Linked DNA regions of Gadus morhua: region 1 is linked to region 2. A link is a contact called in public Hi-C data. All regions are on one chromosome and are shown on one strand. Each heading gives the region's core, a stretch centred on a gene start, on an enhancer-like site or on the middle of the called end of the contact. The rest is flanking DNA. Distances are from core to core; before and after follow the strand shown. Region 1 holds the start of ndufb2 (NADH:ubiquinone oxidoreductase subunit B2). Region 2 holds the start of ccnd2b (cyclin D2, b).

Region 1 (6,940 bases), core at 475-2,974, 160 kb before region 2:
GATCAAACATGAAACTTTTATAGAAAACACTATGGTGGGAGTATTTACTACTGAAATGGGCGGGTTTCTATAACCTTTCAACTCTGGTAATTAAAATGTTATTAAGTCATTCTAGCCCTTGATAGCCAAACTACTACGAGTGCAGCTGGAGCAGTAATGTCCGCTTTGTTATGCTAATGTTTATTACGGCTAGTACAGGCCTACCAAGAACCAACAAAATGTTAACAACGTAACAAGTAGCATAGCCAGACAATGGACCAGGCCAACGTCCCTAGAATACAAGCGCACCGCTGTCCCACCCTTTGTCACTACACGACCCACCAGCCAACAAGGGGAATAGCTGAAGGCATCGCCTTGCATCCGTAACCACGGTGCCCTCTTTGACCCTCTCCCTCAACCTCCACGTCAATCCAACGCAATGTCATCCACTTCAGAAATATCCCTCCAACACCGACCGAACCCCTCGTAGATGTTTTATTAGAAACTACTTTATGGTTGGATTACTTCTTATCCTTTTGTATTGTGGGGGGAACTTCACACATTATTTGATGCATGAGGTAAGGTTACAATAAGCTCTTCAATGGTTAAGGCAATGAATCATTTGAGAACCAACATGCGAGTGCAGCCACAAGGGACCGCTGGTTTTCTGTGTTTCCCAACCTGTCGGAGTGCCATCTCTCAGAACTATTCCTCATCGTCTGCTGGGATGCCAAGCTCCTCGTCAGTCCACTGGGACGCGTCCGGCCACGCAAAGTGACCCTGGAGGACAAGGTCAGAGGTCAGTGATGTCACAGATTGAGAGGCAGGTAGGCGTTGGGCTAACTTAATAAAACCTATTAGACAGGACAATGGGGTTTAAACCCAGAACCCTTCAGCTGTGACTGGCTGCTGTCCTGAACGCACGCCTACCTATGATAGAACACAGCCACTGGATTTTAATACATTCACATCAATGCATTTACAATACTGTGTACTACTACTAAATTTACACCCGGTACTGTATGGCTTATCTGCTATAGGACTACTTGTTCTACAGAACAGGGTAAAGATGATGACTATCAGCTCGATGTAAAACCCCAGGTACTAGTAGTTCTACAGAACCATGAAGAGGTGTCCTGCTCACCAGAACGTCGTCTGAGCTGTGCCAGAAGTGCCAGAGCATCCAGAACCACATCGTACTGCTCAGAATCTCAGCCTGGAGCTTCTGGTTCTTAGTGACCTGGGGGTACTGCCGGTACTGCGGCACTATGTGGGGGCCCCCGCCGGCCCTAGAATAAAACAAACACCGTTAATATCGTAACACAAGATCCTCAAGACCAGTAAAGTGAATCAAACAGTTAATGTCATCTGGGTTCCCCTCGAGTGTACAGTGGCCAATCCTAATATATCTTTTGGTTCGGAGCTCCACTCAGTGTGCGATCTGAGGCCCTGGCTCCGGTCCTCACCTCCGGGAGAAGGTCTTCTGAGGGCCACTTCTCAGAGCGCTAGCCCCCGCCCGGAGGAGCCGCAAAGCGCTGCCAAGAGAAGACATGTTCTAACCTAAACGAAACCCTCCGTTTAGAATGGTTTGGTAAAATGAACTCCTAATGTCACCTTCCCTTGTCAACAGACGACCCCACTCACTAACATCGTCCACTGCAGTTGGAGGGCTGGAGCTGAGTAACGCCGACTGTGATTGGACAGTCCTACTCTAACGCTGATTGGCTGTGGGTTCCTGGATGAAATATGTGACGAATATATGTCAATTTATATTGAATCTTCTTTATTATATTACAGTCACTCTATTACTCATGGTTAACATAATTAAATAATCTGAATACAATTAAAAGCCCAGAATGGGGAACGTTTGAACAAGAATAACTGAGCTGGAATAACTGTTTTTGATTTGTCTGAGAAAAAAAAAGTACGTAATAAAAGGATCCATCTCAAAAATGTGTTAGCATTGTGAAACCCGATATCAACATGATGTTCTTTTCTGAAGATGAAACAATTAAAGGACAATAAAGTAACAATTTCACGCTTTGGATCTTATCTGAACGCAGTGTAATTGTGGATTAGCACCAGGCTATGACAGTGAGAGCCGCCGCGGCCACCAGGTGGGGCCAGAGCCGCTTCACGTTCAGGACACAAAGCATCGCGACATTGAATGCGCTCAGGTGACGTATTTTTAGGACGATAGCATCTGATAAGTCCCGGGGAGATTTTAGGCCTGAATGGATGTATTGCTTTAGAATCATCAAGAAGCGCCATGAGTCCTGCATGCATATAAAGAATGATCTCGTATTAAACACATAATATGTAAATCTGCATAGTTTATGGAGGTTTTGGTCCCTTCAGCAAAACAGTACTTTATGAAAACAATCCCTTTGTCGGGACTGCGCGCAATGCGCGCCCCTGCTGCCAAAAGATGAGCGGTGGCGCGAGAACAGAACTCCCTACTTGGGCGCCATCTTATTTTGAGTGCGCAACATTAAAACACGTCGAAAAACAACCACTCACTTCTCATTTCCAATAAATAAAGATTTAAATCCACGACCATGACTTCCTGGTTCGATGCCTAACTGCCCGACAAAAGTCTTTAGCAGAAGAACGGTTTGCTTCTGTGCTACGTGGCTGCCTAATGGCGTCTGAGCCAGCGGATCTCCGGTCGCGCCCCTCTCCCCTCGCAGCTCAGTTCCCGCCTCCAAATAAGCCCAATGATGTCATCTCAGGGCACCAGCTCTGAAACAATCACCCGCTCGGTGCGCTTCTACCTAGCCACTCGACGAGATTCAGGTCCCGCTGTTTATCCTCCTCTTTTAACCAACCTGACCACTCGAGTGACCTTCAGCCAAAACCGCCACTAGGCAACAGAAGTTAGAGTGAAATGTGTAAAACCGATCGTCGCCAATCCTTTTTTTGGGGGGGAAAGGGGCCTTAAATGGCCTGAAATGTCTCGATATGTCTCGATGCACCGTCGGAACTCCGTAACGTTTGAGATCGACGTTGTTGAGTAACAAGGGTTCGCCTGCATATCTACACACGCCGTCTAAATTGGTTAAAACAGAACGACTAACCGGAAGAGCGAGCCTCCCGACGTCCGGTGTGCGCGTGCGCGAGGGGCTGCGGTGTTCGCAGTGGGGGAGGGTCGATGAGAAAGACGGGCGAATTATCTCATAGAGTATCGTTGAATGCAAGGAAAGGCGAACAAAGTCACACTGAAACACAATGGACGAACATCTACCCGCACACAACACTTAGGTTTGTTATTGTCCTCATGTTCTGGTATAATACTATTAAACCCCAAACAGGTTTTTGTTGTTGTTTCTATTAAAAAAAGGATAATAGCTGTTTACAAGGAAACCGTTTGTGTGTTCTCCTATCTTTATTTCTTTGATTCGATACGGTCCACCTTATCTTCAAACAGGCTGGGTTCAGAAAGGAGAATGCTGCTCTTGTGTAAGGGTTATATAACAGCCCGCTCCTCCTACCGTCTGGAAGCCGACTCAGAGGCTCCTTTACACAAGGCAGGGTTCGCTTCATAAAATAATGTACTTCAACTAAACGACCTACAACTATTTCTATTAATCTAATCTTTTCGGTAATGAAGGGACAAATTAACAGGAATGTGTCGTGAGCAAAAATGTATATTTCTACAAGGTTACAATTTCAATAGCGCAAAATTATACTACCGTTATACTTTCAATGAAATGATTATAATTAGGACATTTTTACATGGAGGAGAGATGGTGGGGTTTTCCACTTTGAGGAGACATACAGAATGGGCGGTACCAACACATTAGGCATCCGAACCCAGCGGTTGCTTTCACATCACTGACATATTCTCAAACTTACAGCCCACACTCTAGCCTCCTCGACTCTACATACATTATTCATGGAGAAGTTATCTGAACAACGGGGTATAGGGTTTGGTAGCCTACTGTAATAAAGTTGTTATAGCAAAATTGTGTGTTTTTTACTGTATTTTCACAGAGGGAAGGAATGCGTTATTCGGGTAAATGGCTGTGATGACATTCACGATGACGCGCATCAAAAACCATGGACTATATAGCACTATTCATTATGCATATAAATATATATGTGTGTATATAAATAAATAAATATAAATGTGTATGCATGAATATACACATATATAACGTTATTCAACAAAACTGTCTGGTGTATCCTGTATTTACACAGAGGGCAATGATGCATTATCGAAATAAATATATGATGATATTCGCGTGGACGCGCATGATTCCAAACAGCCCCTGTAAAGTTGGCCTTGCAACCCCGCAGGACGTAGAGGCGGGGCCAGAGGTGAGCGGCGGGGAGGGGGGTCGCGCGGAGGAGGAGGAGGAGGCGGGGTCTCCACCAGTCCTGCCAGGCCGCCATTTTTGCACAGAGAGAGCAGGCTACAGAGGATCTGGTTTCCTACAGTCGCTAGGTAGGTAGGGCAGTTTTTAACGGTTCGGAACTGACCCGCGAGTCAACCGTTTGGACCCGCAGTCCCCCCCGCGGACCCAGAGGCGTGTGACGGGAGGAGAGCAGCGGGAAGGCGCCCCAGACCCCCGTTAGATAGCCGGGCTGAGGGTCGCAGTGTGTTGAGCAGCAGTCTTGTTTTGGTTCTGGAGGCTGGGTGGACAGTGACGGGCTTCTCTCCCACGGCCCCCAGTTTTTTTATTCAACTTTTCTATAGTGGACATTAGCGGTAAGTAGAGTTCCGTTGTGTGTGGGTCTGAGTATGTTGTGGAGTACTGTTGCAGGCTATCAGAGTTGCTTTGTTACTAAGCTAGGCACGTCGTGCTGTTGTTACAGCTCGGCTAGCATGCTAGCTGGCTGTGGAGCGCATCATCCTCACCATTCTAGTGTTTACGGGGTTGATGGGCACTATTACAGATAAACAAGACTCTGCAGCAGCTCGTTTTGGGAACCAACCTGTGATGTTTTGACGTGGATCGCTGTCCAGCCTGGAAACAGACTAGCTCCATAATGCTAACTAGCTTCGCACTGAGTTGGGCTTCAGGATGACAATACTGGAGACGTCACATACTCAGTCAGCCAAGTATCCGTCCTACTGCGAATTATTACAAGCTTTCAATGTAGATAAGAGTGTGTGTGTTTGTGTGTAGATCTATGTGTGTGTCTGTGTGTAGACGTGTTGTGTGTGTAGACGTGTGTGTGTGTGTGTGTGTGTGTGTGTGTGTAGACGTGTGTGTGTGTGTGTGTCTGTAGACGTGTTGTGTGTGTATAAAAGGTCAAAGTCAGTTATCTCCCCGCTTTATTCTTAGCCAATCCTGCACAAGCGCCTCTCCTAAGTTGTTTTACGGTCATGTACGAGCTGGAAGTCAGAGCACGACCCCCTTCGGGTTGTGTACGATCTGCAGTAGTGTATGTAACCAATGTAAGTTTAACTGTAGTCCGTATCTCAGTATCTGCGTCCGTGTTGGACCACTACACCTAAAAAGCATCATTCTCGAAAGGTTAAAAACAACCCTTCGATGTGCGTCCAAAAACCCCTGAACTGGAGTGAATCAAACTAATGTCATCTTTAGGAAATGGCGACAGCAAACTACAGGAGCTAAGTAGCTTTCCTAGACCTTCTCGAAATGAAGCGACTTCTCTAAAGCCAGGGGAGATATCACCACCTATCGCCATGGCATACGTCTCCCACACGGAGGAAATGGCCTTAAGCGATTAGTTAATTTAGATTCACATTTGTGCCTCAAATGCTGCATACGTGGGGGAGGGGATGGTGGACTTAGGTAAAGCAGTCCTGCAAAACCCGACTTCAGTTTAAAAAAAGGAGCCTGGACCCGACGGTTACCGACTGGACCGTTTGGCGGTGATAAGTCCGTAATTTGCCAAGTTCGCCATGGACGTGAAGTAAAAAATAACTTGGGATTGTTTTTTTGGGCAGTATTGACCTCCCTTCCGTCATGTTGCTTTGCTCCTGTCTGAGGGGACCAGTAATCCACTCCAGTCCTCTCTCTCTCTCGTATCCTATCAGCTACATTAAGAGACCACAAGGCGCTCTGCTAGCCGCTACCTAGCGACCGATCTAACCACGCATAACACCGGACCACATCCGTGATTACGCGTCTGTTAAGAATTCTCTCCAGACCGTTATACGTTTGTAGCGCGCTGTGTACCATCCCTCCGTGGCTCATCCACACCGAGGGACAACGTTGTAGCTCAGCATGCGCCCGTCTCCAGAGAAGCCATTGCTCACCATCATTGTTAGCATGTTAGCTTCGATTCTGTCGATGCGTTTTCGAAAGACGTGCAGGACAGCGTGCACAGAGACACAGCGATACACCTCAGGAGGAAGTATTTTTGAAAGAGGCCACTGTTTTGGGGGGTTCTCCCGGTGTAGCGATGCGTCTCCTCGGCTAAACGTGTGGTTTGGCCGTCCTCTGAGAGGCGCTGTGAAGATGGCGACCTGATGGGTGTTGTGGGAACACTGGGCTCCACACCCCTGCTGCTCCACTGGACTGCAGCGCCGACGTACTTACCGGGAAGTAACTACACACTGCGCGTTAGACTGGAGAACAACAACGCCACGGCGAACCCGTCTGCGTCGGTCCCCGAGTACTGTTTGATCGAAGCAATAAAGCTACCGTAAATAGCCGCTTTTATTAGAGGCGATAACCTACTAGCGCTTCAACGTGCGTCACGTCATATACCGTGTGTGTGTGTGTGTGTGTGTGTGTGTGTGTGTGTGTGTGTGTGTGTGTGTGTGTGTGTGGTGACTCGCTGTGAGTAGGATTGACATTGTTCGTTTCTGCTTTATACATATCCACTTGTTTTAATGTATATGTCGACGAGGCTGCCACCGTCTCTGGCCGCATCGGAATATGTACAATACAAATCGTAATTAGTGGAACCGACATTTTATCTGATCCCTTAAACATTAGCCATAGAGCAATAACAAACAAATTAACTTAAAACACTGGCCGGT
Region 2 (6,960 bases), core at 3,619-6,118:
CCTGGGACTTGGGAGTTGTAGTTCTCAGAGAGGTTCTGGTCCTGGAGGTGGACTGGGGAGTTGTAGTTCTCAGAGAAGTTCTGGTCCTCGAGGTTTACTGGGGAGTTGTAGTTCTGAGAGAGGTTCTGGTCCTGGAGGGGGACTGCGAGTTTTAGTTCTCAGAGACGTTCTGGTCCTGGGACTTGGGAGTTGTAGTTCTCAGAGAGGTTCTGGTCCGGGAGGCGGACTGGGGAGTTGTAGTTCTCAGAGAAGTTCTGGTCCTCGAGGTTTACTGGGGAGCTGTAGTTCTTTGGATATTTTTCACTGGCGTTCTTTAATCTACATTTTATGCGTATTTCTGTTCTCAAAGATCCCATCTGGGATTTATAAAGTATGTTTTATCGGGTCTGAATGAGACTTAGCGTTGGCCTCCCTTCCCTTTGAATGAATTATCCCACGGAATGTTTCAGGCCTGATGTCACTTCCCTCTCTGGTAACTTCTAAATAACCCATTGTCAGCACGCACGCTGGACATCCACAGAGGACTGCGAGAGCGTCTGAATCGTCTCCTCTCTCCCCTACCCCACAAGGAGAAGTATGTCCTTGCTCTCTTTGTCAGACTTCCTACTTTGCGATGGTTGAGAACCCATGGCCGTGTACCCCCCTAGGCCCAGCGTGGTATGAGCAACACATGCAGAGAGAGGTTTCATTCAGGCCAGTACAGCGGGCTCGGACAGAGAGACACAGGGAGGGAGTAAAGGCCCTGATGGACTCCATGCCGTCTCTTGTGGCTTCACCATAACAATCGTCACTGATGTCATTTGCCAGATTTACTTTGCTTTTCCACAATTGTAAACCATAGGAATATAGCTCAACATCCTTTGCACTACTACAGTAGACGTTTGTGGACCAAAAACAGTGAATCGCCTTCCAATGGTTTACAATTTCTGCTCAGGACTGGAGCAGCACATTGATTTCATTTCATTTGTTTTGAGTGTATTAGAGCCGGAAGAGGGAGTGAGCGACGCAGAGAGACATGTGATCGACATGGGGAGGCCACGCTGGGATTGGCTGTTTCGCCTCTTTGGCTGAAGCAACACTAGTGCCACTCTGTCCTGTAGTCATACCCCCAGGACCCCCCACCTGTAGTCAGACCCAGGACAGCCACCTGTAGTCCACCTCCCAGGACCCCCCCCCCCCGCCGTCTGTAGTTAGACTCCCACAGCCCTAGCTTCATCTCTCCTCCTCTATGTCTCTGTGTCTCTCTCTCTCTCACTCTTTCACTCCCTCTCTTCTTCTCATCTCTCTGTCTCTCTCTCACTCCCCTCTCTCTCTCTCCCTCTCTCCTTCTCTACTATGTCTCTCTCTTCTCTCTTCTCTCTCTATGTCTCTCACTCTCTCTCCTTCTCTACTATGTCTCTCTCTCTCTCTCTCTTCTCTCTCTCTCTCTCCATGTCTCTCTCTCTCTCTCTTCTCTTTCTCTCTCTCTCCTTCTCTTCTATGTCTCTCTTCTCTCTCTCTGCTCTCTCTCTCTCTCTCTCTCTCTCTCTCTCTCCACTCTATTCCTTCTCTACTATGTCTCTCTCTCTCCCTCTCTGCTTCTCTACTATGTCTCTCTTTCTCTTCTCTCTATCCCTCTCTCTCTCTCTCTCTCTCTCTTTCTCTCTCTCCTCCTCTCTCTCTCTATCCCTCTCCTTCTCTACTATGTCTCTCTCTCCCTCTCTCTCTCTCTCTCTCTCTCCTCCTCCTCTCTGTCTCTCTCTCTCTCTCTCCCTCTCTCCCTCTCTCCTTTCTCTACTATCTCTCTCTCTCTCTCTCTCTCTCTCCTCCTCTCTATGTCTCTCTCTCTCTCTCTCTCTGTCTCTCTCTCTCTCTCTACATGTCTCTCTCTCCATCTCTCTCTACAGCTCTATCTACATGTCTCTCTCTCTCTCTCTCTCTCTCTCTCTCTCTCTCTCTCTCTCTCTCTCTCTCTCTCTCTCTCTCCTCCTGTCTGGTCTCTCTCTCTGTGTAGCAGCAGCAGTCCATCTCAGGGGCCCCTGTCCGCGCTGGTATGCGGCAGGAATCTTGGATCAAGGTGATTTCACGCTCTCCACGTTTTCCCAGGGCTGCTGTCCCCCGTCCCTCGGGGAGGCGGGAAGCGGCCAGCATGTGTTGCAGTCGACACATGGCGCTACGGGTGGCTAGCCTAGCGCACGGAAAGGGACAGAAGGGAAGCTCAAACCCCCCCCCCCCGACCCTCACCCTCACCCCGTCCAGACCCCCGGTGATCGGTGTGTGTGTGTGTGTGTGTGCTGGTTGTGCTGTGTGCGTTGCGTGCGTGCGGGCGGTGCGTGCGTGCGTGCAGTGCGTGCGTGCGTGCGTGCGTGCTGTGCGTGCGTGCGTGCGTGTCGTGGTGGTGTGTGGTGTGTGTGTGGGGGGGTCGAATCGTATTTCCGGTCGAAAACCTTTTTGCGTTGCCAACTTCTTGGCCATGCAGCGTTGAGTGTGGGAGTCTCTCTGAACCGACCCAGAGCCCCACTGGTCCCCAGCAGCTTCGGCCAGTAGGGACCAGTTGGCTCCCAGCTCAGTTCTTTGGCAGTTTGTGTGTGAAACACAGGATCCCTACGACCACTCTCCAAACCTCTCAAAGATGTGTCGTCAATTAGTTCATGAGCCTATTCTAAGTCATGCAGTCACCCACATGATCTCAGATGTACGTCAGTCCCAAGTGGGGTCTTGACCCAATGATCTAATGAGTGAGTGAGAGACGGACGGACAGACATACAGACAAACAGAAACAGGTTCTCCCCTAAGAAACCCTTAAACTGGTCCAGTCAGCTTCGACTCTGAAGGAACAAGGAAAAAGGTTTTTTCTCGGGGTAAACACCAAAGCCAATCAGAAAGTGTTAATGTAAACAGGACTTTCATGTTCCAGATGCATGGCCTGACTTCATTGTTGGAGTCATTTCCTTAAGTGCATAAACCAGAACCACGTGCTGCTATCTATAATTACCATCAAATACCTGTGTGAATAGCTGGGGGTGGATCGGAGCATTAGCATTTAACGACTTTGCTTAATGCATGTCTTGACACATGTCGATCTGAAGAATGAAGCTCGCCACAAATAGTGACACAAAGAAAGCCTCACCGGACAGGATGAACCCGGGAGGGGGGGTATCAGAGAGAGGGGACCCCTTAATTAACCTCTGAACTGTAGCCGGGGTCCCCAAAACGTGGATGCCGTGTGGAGGCTCTTGTGACCACAGGACCCCACAATGTGCTGATGAGTAAAATGACATCACCAACAATTCTCATCTCCACACAATACACGATTAACATTATCCTGTCGATTGTTCTTCCACATACAGTATTCTCCTGTTCAATCCCTCTTTGATCAAAATAATGTGGCGTCACATGGACGGCTTGGCGAATCACAAAGACGTTTTAATCACAACTTAAGAGCGAGTGAGATCATGATGAGTGGAGCCGTCTTAACAAAAGAACAAACGCAGAGCTGGAACCTCCACGACGGTCCAAGGTCTCCCCCCCCCCCCCCAGACCACAGGAGTAAACGGGACATTGAACAATCAAAGTCAAAGCCATTAAAAAAGCCCGGACCGCCACCCTTCCGTCCGTGAGGATGAGGGAAGCGAGGGTCCCAGCGGCGGCAGTGGGAGTGGAGCTACAGAGCGACAGCGGACGCCTCTTCCTTTAGGGTCTGTTGTGTACCAGAGTGAAGGTCACCAAGCAACGAGATGAACGAGGACAAAGGGAGGAGAGAGAGAGGGAAGGAATAGAGAGGAGAAAGGAGGAGAGAGAGAGGGAAGTGATGCAAGAGAGGGAAGGAGGAGAGAGAGGGAAGGAATAGAGAGAAGGAAGGAGGAGAGAGAGGGAAGGAGGAGAGAGGGAAGGAGGAGAGAGGGAAGGAGGAGAGAGGGAAGGAGGAGAGAGGGAAGGAGGAGAGAGGAAGGAGGAGAGAGGGAAGGAGGAGAGAGGGAAGGAGTTGAAAGAGGGAAGGAGGAGAGAGGGAAGGAGGAGAGAGGGAAGGAGGAGAGAGGGAAGGAGGAGAGAGGGAAGGAGGAGAGAGGGAAGGAGGAGAGAGGGAAGGCAAGCGTAACGTATATGGGATTTCTGTGATGCTCTCGTTTTGGTGAACTGCAATTGTTGGGGACAGGATAGTCTACTGGCTAGGCAGGTGTTAAACTAGCTGAAAGGACCGGGGTTCAATCCCCAAATGTTAACGGCCTTACCTATATGCAGGCTATAGCAAGACACCCCTAACCCCCTGGACGTCGTCTGCGCTCAAAGCGTCGATGATACGTGCATCAGCTACGTGACTGAATGGTGCGGACAACAGGAGCACGACGGCACCGTCAGCATCCTGGAAAGAACCACAAACACCGAGGAGGAGGAGGGGTCCTCTAGGAGGACGGGGAGAGCCATCACAGGACATCCTTCATGGAACATCCCCCCCCCTCCCCCCCCCCCCTCCGACCCCAGAGGAAGGAGCCAGGGACAGGGGAAGCACACCATGAGTGGACTGAATGTCTAACGAGCCACGGAGCCTTTACCGGGGGCCCTGACCTCAACCCCCCCCCCCCATCTTCTGTAATACAATAACACAACTGTGAGGAGACCGGTAGGCCTACAGCTCACACCTGTTTGTCTCCGTTGATAAGACCGCACCCAACATTACAAAGACCTTCAGAGATAACTCTTAACTTATGTCAGAAATATAGGCTCCTGAATAACTGCTGCAGGTTAATACAGTTGTCAAGAGAGAACAGAAAAAGCAGAAGAGAAGATTTAGGAAAGAAATCAACCAGAGAGAGACATCTCCTTCCTCTCTGCTCCTCCCTTGTTCTCTCCACCAGTGACGAGAGTCTCTGACACCTGTGGTCGACAGACGAGATCGATTTCCCTGATCTATACGCTAAAACTGTCTCGTACAGTGACAGGTCGACTCCACAAAGATATTCTCACCGTGCCTCAAACCAGCAGGCTGAGGGTACTGCCTTAGTCTAACCTTTAACAGCTTTAAGGCTCAATGACATATTTACTGGCTGATGTTTGTATCAACTGTGTTGCTCTGCAGGTTTCTGGGAGATTGATGTGCACTTTGTACACGCTTCTCCACTAATAGCCTTGGCTTGGAAGAGGTTTATTGGCTGTGATCCTGTATCACTACATGAATGATCTGAGCTGCTCTTTTCCCCTTACCTTCAGGCACTTTGGAGATCAGCTTAAACTACACCAACAGTCGTTTCCTTGTATAATTTCATGCTTCAAAGTGTGTAAGATAGCAAAGGAAAAAAGCTTTTCATGTGTTCAAAGGTTTTCTTCTTTATGCGCAGTGACTTGTTCAGCATGCCTGCTATCATGAGCGTTGTGCTGCTCGTGATCATTTGAAAGGCATCGTTTTGGTGAAGGGCACGAAACATATCGATGTTTATTAATGATATCTGAGTGAATATGATGGTCGGTACTGGTGACGTGTTTTCTTTGGTGGTCAAATACAAAACCCGTACATAAAACGTAAACAAGCATATTATATGAGCCATAATAGCCAACGCCGCTGCAGGCCGTTCATTGGTCCGCAGCCTCGACCCAATCGGCGATGACGTTAGGTATCCTGGCGTTACGGCTGATTGGTCGACCCTCCTTCTCTGAGTAGCAGCTCAGTGAGCAGCGCAGAGGAGACGAGAGGCGGAGGAGGAGACATCAGCGCTGCGTTCTCCCCATGCTCCGTCCCGGGCCGCTGTCCTCGTGCTCTCTCTGTCCCCGAGGCCTGTCTGTATAAGTGTGTGTGTGTCATATTTATTTCGTTTGCTTATTATTATTAGCATTATTATTATTATTATTGAGCCAGACAAAGAGCGATGGACCACCTTCTCTGCCTCGAGTCGGACAAAGTGGTGCGGGCCCCGCCGGACCCCAACATCTTCTACGATGACCCGGGTCCTGCAAAGCCTGCTGATGGTGGAGGAACGCTTCCTCCCGCAGTCCTCCTACTTCCAGGTCGTGCCGGAGGACATCAAGCCCTACATGAGGAGGAATGGTGGCCGACTGGATGCACGAGGTGGGTCTGCTGCTGGGCTCAATGGTTGTTGTTTCAGGAATTAGAACCACCGCGAACTGCTGGCGACCTGTTGAAGCATTCTGCACGTCCTCCCAACCTGAGTCTATAACATGTAGGGGAGCGGTGATGTTAAGGCTGGTCTGGAGCTGTTAAGGCTGGTCTGGAGATGTTAAGGCTGGACTTGAGATGTTAAGGTGGAATGGAGAGACTCATCACTGGCGTGGGAGACAAGGAAATTCCACCACGACACGAATGCATTGAGTCGTGGGGTGTTTGCACAAAGTTCACAGTAAACCGGTTGGAATTGTCCTCGAGCCGTAATCACTTAAACACGAAGAGATTAGGCTTAATTTACATGAAATCAGCGCACATATCCGGGGTTTTAATGAATTATTATGAATTCCTGAAAAGCAGCAACATGCATGGCAGAAACTGGTGCCTGTAGTTCAGAACTTCATGCAAAAACCCGTCGCGTCCCTAAAGTGCTTAAACCTTAAAGTATGTGCTGGTAGTTTATTTTTGTTTATTTGCATTTAGTTCAAACTAGTATTTAGCAGCGTTGAGTCCTCAAAGGTGGTGGAGGAGGAGTGCGGGGGTGGTGTTGCACCACTTCCTACATGGTAGCTCATTGCATGTTTTTTAGTTCAAAGTCTTGACCGAAAATAAAGTCAACGTTTAGTCTAGTACCAGCCAGACCCAAGCAGACCGTACCCGGGGGGTCCAGACCTATTGGGTCTAAGTCCCGGGCCTGAACTAGACCTATTGGGTCTAAGTCCCGGGCCTGAACTAGACCTATTGGGTCTAAGTCCCGGGCCTGAACTAGACCTATTGGGTCTAAGTCCCGGGCCTGAACTAGACCTATTAGGTCTAAGTCCCGGGCCTGAACTAGGACCTAGTGGGTCTAGACCCGGGCCTGATCC

What was found. Hi-C and Micro-C count contacts between places; a contact is called where the count stands out from the background.
Region 1: a contact with region 2 is called in a Hi-C map of gill, with 2.0 times the contacts expected there. The contact joins the promoter of ndufb2 here to the promoter of ccnd2b in region 2. A contact is called at or near these places in 2 of 6 Hi-C or Micro-C datasets (gill and spleen).

Annotation. Positions count from the first base shown.
Region 1 is chr19:13,277,626-13,284,565 of gadMor3.0, reverse strand. It overlaps ndufb2 (NADH:ubiquinone oxidoreductase subunit B2), which reads right to left and starts at 1,724. Exons shown (of 4, transcript XM_030342188.1): 1 at 1,446-1,724; 2 at 1,124-1,268; 3 at 661-759. The coding sequence starts at 1,531. The coding sequence ends at 685. kmt2e (lysine (K)-specific methyltransferase 2E) reads left to right here and starts at 4,295. Exons shown (of 24, transcript XM_030342077.1): 1 at 4,295-4,426.
Region 2 is chr19:13,123,652-13,130,611 of gadMor3.0, reverse strand. It overlaps ccnd2b (cyclin D2, b), which reads left to right and starts at 4,868. Exons shown (of 10, transcript XM_030342162.1): 1 at 4,868-5,915; 2 at 5,917-6,015; 3 at 6,017-6,040. The coding sequence starts at 5,841.